Linked DNA regions of Pan troglodytes: region 1 is linked to region 2. A link is a contact called in public capture Hi-C data. All regions are on one chromosome and are shown on one strand. The core of a region is the stretch at or near the end of the contact, and the rest is flanking DNA. Distances in the headings are between cores, read along the strand shown. Region 1 has its middle 97 kb from the start of PODXL. Region 2 overlaps PODXL (podocalyxin like).

What was found. Capture Hi-C pulls out chosen DNA fragments and counts their contacts.
Region 1: a contact with region 2 is called in a capture Hi-C map of stem cell-derived neural stem cells, with 4 times the contacts expected there. The contact joins two enhancer-like sites. A contact is called at or near these places in 3 of 7 Hi-C or Micro-C datasets (induced pluripotent stem cells and stem cell-derived neural progenitor cells) and 1 of 1 other capture datasets (stem cell-derived neural stem cells).

What each region holds. Positions count from the first base shown.
Region 1 is chr6:147,019,514-147,022,213 of NHGRI_mPanTro3-v2.0_pri, forward strand. No RefSeq gene overlaps it. Among named protein-coding and RNA genes, the nearest start is that of PODXL, 97 kb to the left of the region's middle. Within about 2 kb of position 1,423, at least 7 of the 24 cell types and tissues checked have an H3K27ac peak or open chromatin away from gene starts, as enhancers often do. A contact at or near this core is called in induced pluripotent stem cells and stem cell-derived neural stem cells, where this site is marked.
Region 2 is chr6:146,904,877-146,907,576 of NHGRI_mPanTro3-v2.0_pri, forward strand. All of the region lies in intron 1 of PODXL (podocalyxin like), which reads right to left. Among named protein-coding and RNA genes, the nearest start is that of PODXL, 18 kb to the right of the region's middle. Within about 2 kb of position 1,280, at least 7 of the 24 cell types and tissues checked have an H3K27ac peak or open chromatin away from gene starts, as enhancers often do. A contact at or near this core is called in induced pluripotent stem cells and stem cell-derived neural stem cells, where this site is marked.

The DNA of each region.
Region 1 (2,700 bases), core at 173-2,672, 110 kb after region 2:
CTTTGGAATTTGTAGATACCAGGAGACAAAGGGGAGGAGTGCTGTGGGGGGTCATTTGGGGTTGGAGGCTGAATAAGCAGGGTGTGGAGTGGGGCAGAAGAATCCAGCATCTCCCAAAGTGGAGGGATAGTGAGCAGTTGCTGCATGTGTGGGGTGTGTGTGTGTGTGATGTGTTTTGTGTGTGCTGTATGTGTTTGTTGTGGTGTATGTTGTGTGTGCTGTGGTGTGTGGGTGCTGTATTGTATATGTAGGGTGTGTATGCTGTGTGTTGTGTGTGTGGTGTGATGTGTGTGTGTTGTAGTGGTATGTGTTGTAGTGGTATGTGTTGTGGGGGTGTGTATTTGTGGTGTGTGTGTTGTGTGACGTGTGTGTAGGGTTTATGTGTTGCATTATGTGTTGTGTGTATGTTGCGTGTGTTGTGTGTTGTCTGGTACATTGTATTGTGGGTGTGTGTTGTAGGGATATGTGTGTTGTGTGTTATGTTGTGTGGGTATGTGTGGTGAGTTGTCCATTGTGTGTCGTGTTGGGTGTGTGATGTGTGTTGTGTGGTATGTTGTACTCTGTGTGTGTGTTGTGGGGTATGTGTTGTATGGATGTGTGGTGAGTTGTGTGGTAAATTGTGTTGTAGGGGTGTGTGTTGTAGGGGTGTGTATTGGGGTGTGTATGTGTGGTGTGTGTTATGTGATATGTGGTGCATTGTGTTGTGGGGTGTGTGTCATAGGGGTGTTTGTGGTGTGTGTTGGGTTGTGTTGTGGGTATGTGTGTGTAGCTGATGTTGGGATACATTGTGTGTTTTGTGGGTGTGTGTGGTATGTTTTGTGTTGTGTTGTGGGTGTGTATTATAGGGGTGTGTGTGTTGTGTGTTGGGGTGTGTGTGGCGTGCCTTGTGTGGTATGTGGTACATTGTGTTGTGGGGTATGTGTTGTAGGGGCGTTTGTGGTGTGTGTTGGGGTGTATATGTGTGGTGTGTGTTGGGTTGTATTGTGGGTATGTGTGTTGTGTAGTGGATGTTGGGATGCATTGTGTGTTGTGGGTGTGTGGCATGTTGTGTATGTTGTGGGTGTGTGTGGTGTGTTTGTTTTGTGTTGTGGGTCTGTGTGCTGTGTTGTGGGTGTGTTGTGGGATGTGTGTTGTAGGGGTGTATGTAGTGTGTTGGGGTGTATATGTGTGGTGTGTGTTGGGTTGTGTTGGGGGTATGTATGTTGTGTAGTGTGTGTGTTGGGATGTGTTGTGTGTGTTGTGTTGTGGGTGTGTGTGGTGTGTGTGCTGTGTTGTGGGTGTGATGTAGGGTGTGTGTTGTAGGGGTGTGTGTGGTGTGTGTTGTGCGGTGTCCTCCTGGGCATGTTCCCACCTTGGCAGTGCTGCCTCTGCCTGGGCCGCCCTTTGGGCAGCTGCTCCTGAGCCCTGCCTGGCTTAGTTGGCCTGTGCCCGCCACCTGGTGGCCGAGAGTGGAAGGGCAACCGGGCGTCTCACCACGGCCGTGGCTTGGGCGCATCCTCCTTTAAGAATAGGTCCTTGTCCCCCTCTCTGCTTGTGTCTCTTCTCCTCAGCGTCTTGCCTCTACCTCCTTCTCTCACCTCTGTACCAAGGGGGTCGGATTTCAGGTTTCCCCAAACGTCTCAGCGTGAATGGGAGTGAAGTCTCCAAGGTTGCCTGCCTCCCAGGGCGGTCGTGAGGATGACATGGCTGAGGAGGGGGCTGTGACAGGATGTGGCAGCTCACAGGCTCCTCAGGCATGACAGGAGAGGTACAGGATGAGCTTGCAACCCCCTCAGAATCAGGTGGCTATTGTGGAGCAGCCCCTCCAGGATCCCAGCACAGGTTCCGTCCCTGCCAGTTTACGGGAAAGGTGGCCAGGTGTCAGCAGTCAGGCATTTCTACTCCACGTAACACCCACCTGCTGTGTATTTTCTATTAAGGATTTTCAAAACAAACAAGGGAATTATTTGAGATGCATAAAGTTACATTGTGTGGATTTACTAAGCAATTAAAGCAAATGCTGTGAGTAATTGCAGATGTGCTGTCCAGGTATTGTTCTGGTTTTAACTACTGATCCCTTCTCCCTAAAGAGCAGGCCCTGGTCCTTTAGACAGAGCTGCCTGGGCTGATAGCTCTGCCCTAAGTGCGCAATGATTCCTTCATTCATTTGTACATTTGGTTACTGATGTAACAAGTATTCATTAAATCCGCAGCACGCGCCTGGCACTGTGCTACATACTGGGGACAAAAAAGATGAACAAACACATCCTGCCCTCCAGGGTCCTGACTACAGCTAAGAGGCCACATCAAGATAAATGCAACAAGCCTGCATCAGGGGGCTTCACCTGAGCCAAGGCTGTTGTCCCCAAAGCGTCTGACATGGGGGCCTTTAAGAGTTAGTGTTTCAGGAATACACACACCGGTCTTTTCAGACTCATCTGTGTGAAACTCACATTCTGATGCTCTGAGATTCTGATGCAGTCGGTCTATGAAGCTCCTGGAAGCCAGGTGTGTAGCCCCTTTTCTAGAACATGACTGGGATAGGAGAGTGGAGACAGGGCAGGGGATTTCAAGGCGACAGGCTGGTGCTGCCTGGGGAAGAGGGGCTCTTAGAGCAGCCAGGCACCTCTGCTGATTGGCCTGGACCTAGGAGGCCAGGGCCCCATGCTCTGTGCTGTGGGCTCCCACCAGGCAGCAGTGGCCTCCACAGAGAGAGTGCGG
Region 2 (2,700 bases), core at 30-2,529:
TGATGAATTGTCCTCGAGGGAATACACACATTTAACCAGCACCAGATGGTGAAACTGGACAGCTCGTCTCAGAAGCCCTGCCTGTGTTCCTCTCCATCCCCGAGGGTAACCGCTATTATTCTGACTGAGAAGATTCGGGGTTGTGTCTGTTGTGGGATTTCATATCAATGGCATCACACCGTCGTGACTCTTGGGTCTGGCTTCCCTCACTCAGCTTTGCTTTGTGTAACTCATCCTTCTCGTGGTGTGCGGTCGCAGACTGTTCGCCCCCATTACAGTGGAGGACTCTATTGTGTGCACATGCCACTATGTATTTGTCCATTCTGCTGCTGATGGGCATTTGGGCGGCTTCCAGTTTAGGGCCATTGTGAATAGGGCTTCTGTGAAACATCGCAGTTCCTGTCTTTGGGGAACTGATGTGTACGCACTTCAAACACATCTGTGGCAAGGCTGCACAGGGCCCACTGTGGCCCTGCAGAGTACAGGAGGGAGATGAACCAGGAGACCAGCTCCTGGCCCCTCCCCTGTGCTCTGACTTAGTTGGGAGGATGACCCCCCCCACCCCCAGGCAGACCCTCAGGCTGTTTCTGTATGGGCTGCCCCACTCCGTTGTGTGTCCCAGACCCATTCTCTGACCGAGCTTCCCATCCCCAAGGCCTGGCAGGGAAGGAGTGGCAGGGGCAGAAGCGCTCTGCGGGGAGCCAGCCTCATCCTCCATCCCGCCCTGGCGCAGCAGCTAGCGGGGCTCAGTTTCCACATAATGCAGGGAGCACAGGGTTCGATGACCTCTACAGTCTCACCTGATGAAAATCAGGCCCAGAGTTGGTGACACTGCATCCTCCAGGTGGAGGTCAGAGGGCGGAACCCCACCCCTACCCCCTAACAGGACCGAGCGCCTCAGCAGGAAGCTTCTAGATACATTCTTTGGAATGACTCATGACTATAATTCCATGGCTGAAGGCAGAGAGGTAACAGGAGAGCCTGGAATTCAATCGACGGTGCCACCTAAGACTCCTGCGTCGCCACTCCCTGGGGCTCAGCCAACCCCTGCCCGCTCTGGTTCCTCTCCCTCTCAACTGCTCCCCACTCCCCATCCTGCTCCCCACTCCCGCTCCCACTGTTGTTGCTGTTGCTAACAAGAGAAGCGTCCCCATGCCGAGCCCCTGGAGCTTTGTACGTGGTGTCAGGCTTTGTCTAGGGACCACCAGCCTGCCCAGAGAAGGGGATGGGTTCTTCCTGAGCTGGAAAGAGCAGACTAACCTCCTTAAAACAATACCCTCCCCAGGGGCCTCCTAATCCCTTCCCCTGCAGCAGACCATGTGAATCCTGATCTGTCTTCCTGGGCCTTGTGCCCAGGGACAGCCAACACACCAGCCAGCTGGCAGGCGAGGACGGGGACAGGGCTGATGCCTGGATGCCTTCGCTAACCTCGCCTGCCCAAGATGGGCTCCCAAACAAGTCACCACCACAGGACAGCACCCGGGGGAGGTGGCAGAGTGGCCACTCGCCCTGTCTTTAAGGTCAGTTTAAATGACCACATCCAAGATGTGATGTAGCCTCCACAGAAAAAGTGAGCTCTGCAAATGGAGACCTGGATGTCTGTGTGAGCCGGGCACCTCTTTGGACCTTGGTTTCCTCATCTGTTGAGGGAGACATATCTATCTTGGAACAAAATGAACATATTTTTTAGAATGTATAAGCTCTTTTTTTTGAGACAGGGTCTTGCTCTGTCACCCAGGCTGCAGTGCAGTATTGTGATCTCGGCTTACTGCAACCTCTGCCTCCCGGGTTCAAGTGATTGTCCAGTCTCAGTCTCCTGGGTAGCTGGGATTACAGGCACGCACCACCACGCTCAGCTAATTTTTGTATTTTTAGTAGACATGGGGTTTCGCCATGTTGGCCAGGCTGGTCTTGAAGTCCTGACCTCGTGATCAGCCTCCCAAAGTGCTGGGATTACAGGCGTGAGCCACCACGCCCAGTCCCCGAAATGTAAAAACTTTGAGGAAAATGTTTAAATATTCCAAATCTACAGTATCCTTACTGAGGGCGGGGCTGGAAGAAGGGGCAGCCAGGCTCAGCCAGCCTTGCCGACCCCCTGCTGTGAGCAGGAGACAGGAACGTCCGTGCCCAGTCTGGGTGCTGCATGTGTCCTGGTACACTCGGGGCAGCTCTGAGACCATGGGGTAGAGGGGTGGACATGCTGCCTCACTCACATGCTGGAACTTTCTGTAAATCCACCCATTAAATGACACCTCCTAAGAGCAGTTTATCCTCATGACTGTAAACTTAATACTGGGCAAATACTGAGGTCTTAGCATATTGGCCGGACTCTGCGCCACGTTCTTCCTGCATATGATCTCATTTGTGTCTCCAGCACCCTCTGAGGACACACCTTTAGTACCTTTTAATTTTTAATCTTTTTAGAGACAGGGTCTTGCTCTGTCACCCAGATTGGAGTGCGGTGGCGCGATCACGGCTCACTGCAGCTTCAACCTCCTCCTGGGCTCAGATGATCCTCCCACCTCAGCCTGCCATGTAGCTGGGACCACAGGTGTGCACCACCACACCCAGCTATGTTTTTGATTATTTTGTAGAGATACGGTCTCACTCTGTTGCCCAAACTAGTCTTGAACTCCTGAGCTCAAGTGATCCTCCTGCCTCAGACTCCCAAAGTGTTGAGATTACAGGAGTGAGCCACAG